Regions from separate parts of the Xenopus laevis genome. Here region 1 is linked to region 2. A link is a contact called in public Hi-C data. All regions are on one chromosome and are shown on one strand. Each heading gives the region's core, a stretch centred on a gene start, on an enhancer-like site or on the middle of the called end of the contact. The rest is flanking DNA. Distances are from core to core; before and after follow the strand shown.

Region 1 (4,048 bases), core at 1,127-3,626, 130 kb after region 2:
AAAGTTGCTTAGAGTTAGTCATTCTATAACATATTAAAAGTTAACATAAAGGTGAACCACCCCTTTAATATAACTGCCATGCAGTTCTAATCTCACATCTGACTATCACCCCGCACAGTGGGCAAGAACATTATGGGACAGATTTATTATGTGGAGTAAAAAAAGAATTTGCCACACATCACCAGGAAGCACCATGTAAAAAACAGCATCATTCAACACAATTGACCCCCAATTATTGCTCTGTGAGGCAAGAAGTTTGTTGTTCTTTTTATTATTTTTCTAGATTATTATTTCATATGTATTATTATTTTTCTAGATTATTATTTCATATGTATTATTATTTTTCCATTCAGACCCTCTCCTCTTCATTTTACATTATCACTAACTAGTTGCTAGGGTAAACTGGACCCAAGCAACTAAATAGCCGATGAAATGCCACAATGGAAAGCTGCCGAACAGAAGAAAACAAAATCATTAAATAAATAATAATTAAAAAAATAATAATATAAAAGCAATTGCAAATTGATTAGCTGCTGGTAAACATGATTTTAGCGTGTTATGTGAAAGCAATAGGGACCTAAGATTGTAAGCTCCACAGGGACAAGGAATGATGTATAATCTCTGTAATGCACTGCATATTATAAATAATGCATAACAATAGCATTTATTTTTGCATGGTGAGGTAGCTATTTTTGTTCTATATCGTTACTTCCTTATCAGTGTATTGTACATAAGTGGGCTAAAGCCTAGCAGGAACTGGAGCATAATGCAGTGCCCTCCTCCCTAATGTTCAAATGTCTAATAAATTGTGACACCCTTAAGTTATTATATATGTTAGTGTCTCTTTAAGCTAACAATCACACAAAGCATATTATTCATGTCTCCAGAAATGTGAATGTCAAAATGAAACCAGCATTCCCCTTGCCCACGCTTCTTCAGCACCCACAGCCCTACCAAGGCCTCCCCTTGAGAACAGCACTAGCCACCACCCCAAGGACCTATATATATATATATTTATACTCACGGGAGATCATGGGTTTTTGGGGATGGGTAATGTTTGCATTGCACATGTCTGATGAACAGAAGCAGTGATACTGGGACTGGATTCTCACGGGATTGCAGAGTGCTGACCTGCACACGGCATTTTTTGGATAGCAGCCTTTATAAACACACAAAGACATGAAATATAAGCAGAAGCATCGTAAGATTCCCTAAAATGTTGTTTCAGGTTACACATTAGGCAGGGAGGTCAGGCTTGCGCCTCTTTCCTTGTAATGAACAAGACCAACATCCTTCATCATCCATGGGCAGGATGGAGAGGCTAGGAGATGGCAATAAAATAAAAATGATAGCTGTTCACTATTTTTGCAGAGCCATGCATTAAACTAGAGGAACACTATAAACACAGCTACATTCAGAACATACATTTCATATCAGTTTTAGAAAGCAACTGAAAATTATTTTTTTTTTTGTGGGCACTCTCATGTCCAGGAAATGGTTTGTGTAGACTTTATTTCTTGGCAAAATGAAACACATTCAACTTTCATTTTTTTTAAAGACTTCACTTTTTATGATAACTTGGCCACCGGGTACACTTTTTTCCTGGAATCTTTGCAGAATATGGGCCAAGGCAATACCCACACTTAACAACAAAAGAAGGCCCTCTGTGCTCCTATATATTTCAGTGCAATTCAAATAAGACATATATTCAGAGATCACTACTAAACAAGTCTTACCTAATATGACTGGCTGAAGTTCCCCACTGAACAGACTCCATAGACCCACACAACAATTGCTCTCCTTGCAGTATATCTTTCCGGGTCCTTGTAGCTCCCCAAAGTTGGAGACAGGGAAGCTGACACTGGAAGAGGAGTTCTCATATAACGCACAGGTGATGCCTTCAAGGTGGACAACTGGAGGGTGTGGAGGAGAATCAGGTAATGCAAATTCACAGGTTATACCTTATTGCACTGCTAGGATGAACCTCACCTGGTAGAGTTAATGCAGAGCTAAGCAGAAGAAAGTTCAATAATAATTTGCCATGAGACATTCCTATTAGATGTTGATATAACCGTTTCCTTCGCCTAATATTTCTAAGAGTTTGCCGTTAGATCAAACTCATCCTCATCATGAGAACAGTCTGTCTTTATCACTTTGCCTACTGCTGGGCTATCTACAGTTCCGGGCACACAGCAGGTGGAGGAGTTGCACATGGGAGGAGGAAAGTCAAGGATTTTAGCTGTGGGGCGTATCTTAGGCCTTTGTACATGTTGGGGGGAGTGCTGCTTTGGGAGCACACTGAGGCAAGCTTGAACCCTAATATTTAAGAACACAGAATTAGGTTCATATAAGCGAATGTATATGCTGCTGGGCATTTTTGCTCTGTTCTTTCAGGCCAGCTCTTCCCACTAGCATGCTACATTCATTCCTATTCCTATTGCTTTGCACTGTGTCGCATATACTATAACAGGGATTTTGCCTACAAGTACCGAGAGCTGGAATTTTTCTGGCCTAAGTGGTGGAGGGACAATAATGGAAGTGTTGACTTTTGCCAGTTTTTAAACAATAGCCACTTTAAACCACACCCATGTTATCCCAAGATCTATTAAGACCATATTAACATTAATGGTGGTAACACACCAAACAACCAAATGGTTGGTGCGCACTGCAGGGATATCACTTATCACTCATATTTGAAAAAGTTGTCATATTAAGACACACCCTTAAAGCCATATGCCTCCTCCCCTGTGTATAGCACAGAAATCACCAGCACAGAATTAAAAGGATACTGTCATGGGAAAAACATGTTTTTTTCCAAAATGCATCAGTTAATAGTGCTGCTCCAGCAGAATTCTGCACTGAATCATTTTCTCAAAAGAGCAAACAGATTTTTTTATATTTCATTTTGAAATCTGACATGGGGCTAGACATATTGTCAGTTTCCCAGCTGCCTCCAGTCATGTAACTTGTGCTCTGATAAACTTCAGTCACTCTTTACTGCTGTACTGCAAGTTGGAGTGATATCACCCCCCTCCCTTCCACCCAGCAGCCTAACAACAGAACAATGGGAAGGTAACCAGATAGCAGCTCCCCAACACAAGATAACAGCTGCCTGGTAGATCTAAGAACAACACTCTATAGTAAAATTCAGGTTCCACTGCGACACATTCAGTTACATTGAGTAGGAGAAACAACAGCCTGCCAGAAAGCAGTTCCACAGGGCAGCACTGGCTCTTTCTGCACATGCCCAGGCAAAATGACCGGAGATGGCTGCCTACACACCTATATTACACTTTTAAAAAAATACACTTGCTGGTTCAGGAATGAAATTTTATATTGTAGAGTGAATTATTTGCAATGTAAACAGTGTAATTTAGAAATAAAAACAACATCTTAAAAATCATGGCAGAATCCCAATCATGACAGAATCTGCATCCGACAGTCGCGTCAAATCAATGCTGCGACTTCATCTGACATTTCTATCTCTTACCTCATTTCGCACGCTATTTGTCGCATGCATTTTGTCACAGTGCGTCGGGTTGGGCCAAAAATGTCCATGTAGTCCTACCCAAACGCATGAACTAAAGACTCCAGCGTAGTTGCGGTCCCCATAATTTCCCTGCAGTCAGTTGCGCATTACACCAATGTCATTAAAGGTACTTGTGCACGATTTGTGATGAAGTGCATGCAAAATCGGACACAATTACAGTAGGTGATGTCATCCCTTGAGGACGTAATGATGCTCAAATTTTGGGAAAAACTGCCACAGTGCCCATTGCACTTGTAGACATACGTATGCCCTTAATGGCTCTTACAGGCAGGCTTTTTTTGTGTGTTTACAGACTTGCACTGAATGCATAAAAATGCATTTATTGTGTTTACATATATTTGCACATGTGTTTTTGTCATTTCCAAATACAACCCTATAATTTAATGTCACATGAATGTGGGTCAAGTTCAAGAAAATGCAGCAAATTACATCTACAAAAATGTGAAAAAACCTAATGAGATAAAAAGCAGAGTACTAGAATCAGGCAGAAAATAACAG
Region 2 (4,386 bases), core at 440-2,939:
AGGAGAAACAATAGCCTGTCTGATAGCAGTTCCATATATTGTAACCTCCACACACCTGTAGTTCACTCTCCCTGCTTATGGTGGTGCTGGACTTACATAGACCGGGCAAGGTCCGTTAGAAACAGTGAAAAGAAGTAACCGAATCCACACACATACAATTTTTTGAAAGCAGTTCCATCCTGAAGTGCTGGCTCTTTTTGAAAGCACATGGCCAGGAGAAATGAGCTAAGATGGCGCCTACACACCAATATTACAACTAAAAAAGATACACCTGATGTTTTAGGAATGAAATTTTATATTGTAGAGTGAATTATTTGCAGTGTAAACAGTGTAATTTAGAAATAAAAACGACACCATAAAAATCATGACAGAATCCCTTTAATCTCATTCTAGCAAGTCGAACAAAATAATATTAAATGATCACGAGGCCTATATGTTTCCTAACACACACACACCAGTGAAAATGCACTTGGATCAACTGTAGTGGAATTAGATGTAAATACTCAAAACACAGTGACATTCCCATATATTGGCTTTTGCTGAACTCACATTTGGGTGTCGTATACACAATCCAGTACATCGAGTTGGACCAAATGACTGACTGGACCATATGACTGACTGCCTTTCCTTGGGCTAATGACATTTTTCAGAGGAAAGCCATGTTGCTGGCATTATATACAGACCACGGGCTGCTCAATGAGCCAAGAGTGATGGTGTCTGCCTCCAAAATCTGTATATGGGAAACAGGCCCACACTGTCAATCTGTTAATAGTGGCAAATGCCAGATTCCATAGACACTCACTATTTATTAGGCCTCTGTGTTCTAGAAATGGCAAGTCATAATCTGAATCCCAGTGCAGAGCTGGAGAGAAAGAGCCCTTACATCAGAGCTACATGTCAGGGCCAGAACTAGTGGTGGGCAGCAGCGTCACCTGTATAAGACGCAAAGAAGATTTTTGGAAAGTGGAGTAGTGGGCACTTTCAGAAAATATTGCAGAATGCAAAGGGTCACTTTATTGTCTCAGCATTGAATCAGCCCCACAGCAAATTATTTCTCAGGCCCCCCAAAATGGCTGACGTTTTACCATTATTTATTGAAATTGCATATGAATTAATTAGGGCATAATGGGGCCCCTATTCGTCCTGCAGGGTCTGCTTTATCTGTAGTTACAGCCCTGGAGCAGGCCCAGACTGGCCATCTGTGAGTTCTGGCAAATGCCAGAGGGGCTGCCATAAGATGCCGTAGAAAGTCCCTATTTAGTGGTCTGATGGTGAGCTGATTGGGCCTCTGTGTACCTGAAATGCCTGGGCCTATTTTGACTCCAAGTCCAGACCTGCCCTGGAGTGACCCTTGCATTGGGTTCCAAAGTCCCAGCATCGCATCTATAAATCTGATGGGCTGCCACTTACATTTCAGCAATACACTGGTTCATTGGGATATAGGAATCCATTACTATCCTAGCAGAAGCTTAATTCGATCAATGACACGGGCATAGCGACATAGAGAGCGCTAATGTGGCGCTAACTGCACCGCAACGTCACCTTCATCTACAGCCGCTGTCCTTGGTCCTGAACAGGGTTAATGCTGCTGCTTTGGGCGTGACTAACCTCCGCTGGGATGCGTAGATGGGTGGGCGTGTCTATCTTACTGTCCCTCCCCCTTTAACACGCGAAACCCCCCCCACCCCTAAAGCATCAGTTCGGTGCACCGCTGGTCTCTGTGTCAGTCCTATCACAGGGGAGAACTGGGGGTCTGCAGTCTCATCCTCCCCATCCCCCTCACAGCTGTCTCTCCATCCCTCTCCCTGACACTACAATTAGCCAGATGGGGACCAGGCAGAAGCAGTGACAGAAGGCCCCAGGGACAGGCGTCTCCTACACTATTGTGCGACTGAGGCAGCGAGACACACGGACACCGACTGGCGACACATCCCGAGACGTCTCTGGAGCGCTGGCTTACAGGTGAGAGAGAGGAGGCTGCAGAGATTGCTCTATTGGTTCTCCATAGCTTTCAGTTTATTCTCCTTCCTTCTCATGTAGCACATCATGTACAGGGGGAATGGCTTGTGCTCTGTACTGTGTATTGTACTGTGTATTGTGTATATTGTACTGTGTATTGTGTGTAGATATAGATATATAACATCGTTGTGTGCTGCTGCTGATATGGGATGAAGCTGCATTATGTAGCCCTCTGTATGTGCTGCAGGCCTGCACCAGCCATGACTAGTATATAAATATATATATATATATATATATATATATATATATATATATGTGTGTGTGTGTTACCCTGGGCACTATTACAGCCCAGACCAACAGGCAGTGAGAGACTATAAATCACACATAAATGCAGAAAAATCAGGGAAAGGCCTGAGGTCTGTTACATTATCCCACTACCCCCCCCCCCCAGTGACCTATCCATTAGTGCAGGGGTGTCCAAACTTTTGGCTCGCCAGGCCACATTGGAAAATGATAAAATTGTCTGGGGCCACACATGAAATACACAAAAACACGTTTGATTTGTAAGAGTAAAGGAAATACACAGGAAAGAACTACAATACCAGTTGGATAACCAGATGGAGCTATACACTGGAATATGGGACACCTGGATATTAAATAGACTTATTATTACTGTATATTATTATTACTAACTGGGCAATGGGCAGAACCCCCCCTCCTCCTATTTCCTCTGGAACCAAGCGTTTCAAGATGGGCCGCATTCATATGCATCCTGGGCCGCATGTGGCCCTCGGGCCGCAGTTTGGACACCCCTGCACTAGTGCTACAGAGAGCTGCCAGCCATAGATAAGAAGCACTAGGCATGTACCATCATGGCAGGGGTACTGAGTCCAGTGCAGTAGAACTGGTGCCTGTGTAGGCAGGTGAGAGCATAGATGTAGGCAGGTTATAAATAGCAACGGAGATAAGGAAAAATGGTTGCACATAGAAGATGCGTAAACAAACAGCATACAGCGGAAAGGTTTCATAGAACTTGAGAATATGCCCTGGGAAATATGCAGAGCTTTCTCTTGTTTATTTTAATCCAAATGCACGGAAACCGATATTAATTATTTTAAAAGCGCCTGGAGATTCTTTTCTTCCGAATGTTGGATTGTTGCTTTATAATAAATGTGCTCAGCTCTGGAATCATTTGCTTGTGGTGCTGCTGGAGCAATCCCATGACTGGCCATGAAGGGGCAGTAGAAACCTATCCAAAGAGTAGGGGGGGTGCGATGAATGAAAAAGGTTACACGGATTGTTCATGGGTTTTTGTATGTCTCTGCTTATATCCACTGCCTGGACTAAATGTATGTGTGTGGGGAGGGGGTATATTGTATAGAAATACACTGGTAACTATCTGTACTTTACTTGTTTGCTTATAAATGCTATTTTGTTTGTTTACACATGGCTTGTATGTCTCTGGATACACTATGGATTTCTGCATGTCGGTATGATTCTGTACATATAAAATACCATTGCCTGATATATTTGTGTGTATTGTTAATTTAGGAATATCTAGGCTGCAACCCTCCAGCTGTTTGCCTCTAACTGTCATGGGGATGCTGGGAGTTGTAATTTATACTGAAGAAGAACTGGTCATACAATTAATATAAACACCCCCCCAAGTGACCCCTGTCATGTGGGTCTACCCTAAAACCAGCCCTGTGTGTTACTGTGTGCAGGCCGCATATGGATCAGTCAAAGGAATGTGTGTTCCATTGCTTTCTTATAAAGCACGTCTCTAGTAGATATCATGCTCGCTTGAATTTGTGTAGGAGAAGGTTCTTGGCAGTGTGAGCACAGAGCGATGGCTTGGCAGCTTTTATCTTGTGTGTTTGAGAAAGGATCTAATGCTGAACATGACAAACTGTTTATATGATAAGTCACAGATGGACAGGCTGAGTATGCCTAATCTTACAATATACATACTTGCTCTCAATAATTTACAATATTATGTAGGGTGCAAAATATTTATGTAAATACCCCACAAAATACATTATTGTAGAATTCTTAAAGCTAGTGTCGGACTGGCCCACAGGGATACCAGGAAAACTCCTGGTGGGCCCAGGTGTCAGTGGGCCCTCCTGCTTCAAAACATTTGGCCTATTTAATGGCCATTCTCAATTTCTTTGAGAACAATGAGACAAAATAGATTGAATAATAGATTATAGCATGTAAAGAAAAGAGAATACAGGTTGTGGGAGGAGAGGAATTATAATAGTACTAAGAGTGGGCCCCTGGTCTAAGGTCCTTTGGTGGGCCCCTGGTCTATGGTTTTTGGATGGGCCCCTTGTTTTTCAGTCTGACACTGCTTAAAGGGCACCAATAAAAAACTTGGTGGGCCCCAGCCCTGGTGGACCCCAATACCCCGGACCCGCTCTTCAC

The links. Hi-C and Micro-C count contacts between places; a contact is called where the count stands out from the background.
Region 1: a Hi-C map of the XTC cell line shows a contact between it and region 2, with 3 times the contacts expected there. The contact joins the promoter of LOC108709904 here to the promoter of map3k12.S in region 2. A contact is called at or near these places in 2 of 4 Hi-C or Micro-C datasets (the XL177 cell line and the XTC cell line).

The regions. Positions count from the first base shown.
Region 1 is chr2S:138,544,158-138,548,205 of Xenopus_laevis_v10.1, forward strand. It overlaps LOC108709904 (anti-Muellerian hormone type-2 receptor-like), which reads right to left and starts at 2,377. Exons shown (of 11, transcript XM_018250154.2): 1 at 1,990-2,377; 2 at 1,737-1,913; 3 at 1,025-1,159. The coding sequence starts at 2,050.
Region 2 is chr2S:138,416,629-138,421,014 of Xenopus_laevis_v10.1, forward strand. It overlaps map3k12.S (mitogen-activated protein kinase kinase kinase 12 S homeolog), which reads left to right and starts at 1,690. Exons shown (of 14, transcript NM_001100941.1): 1 at 1,690-1,962.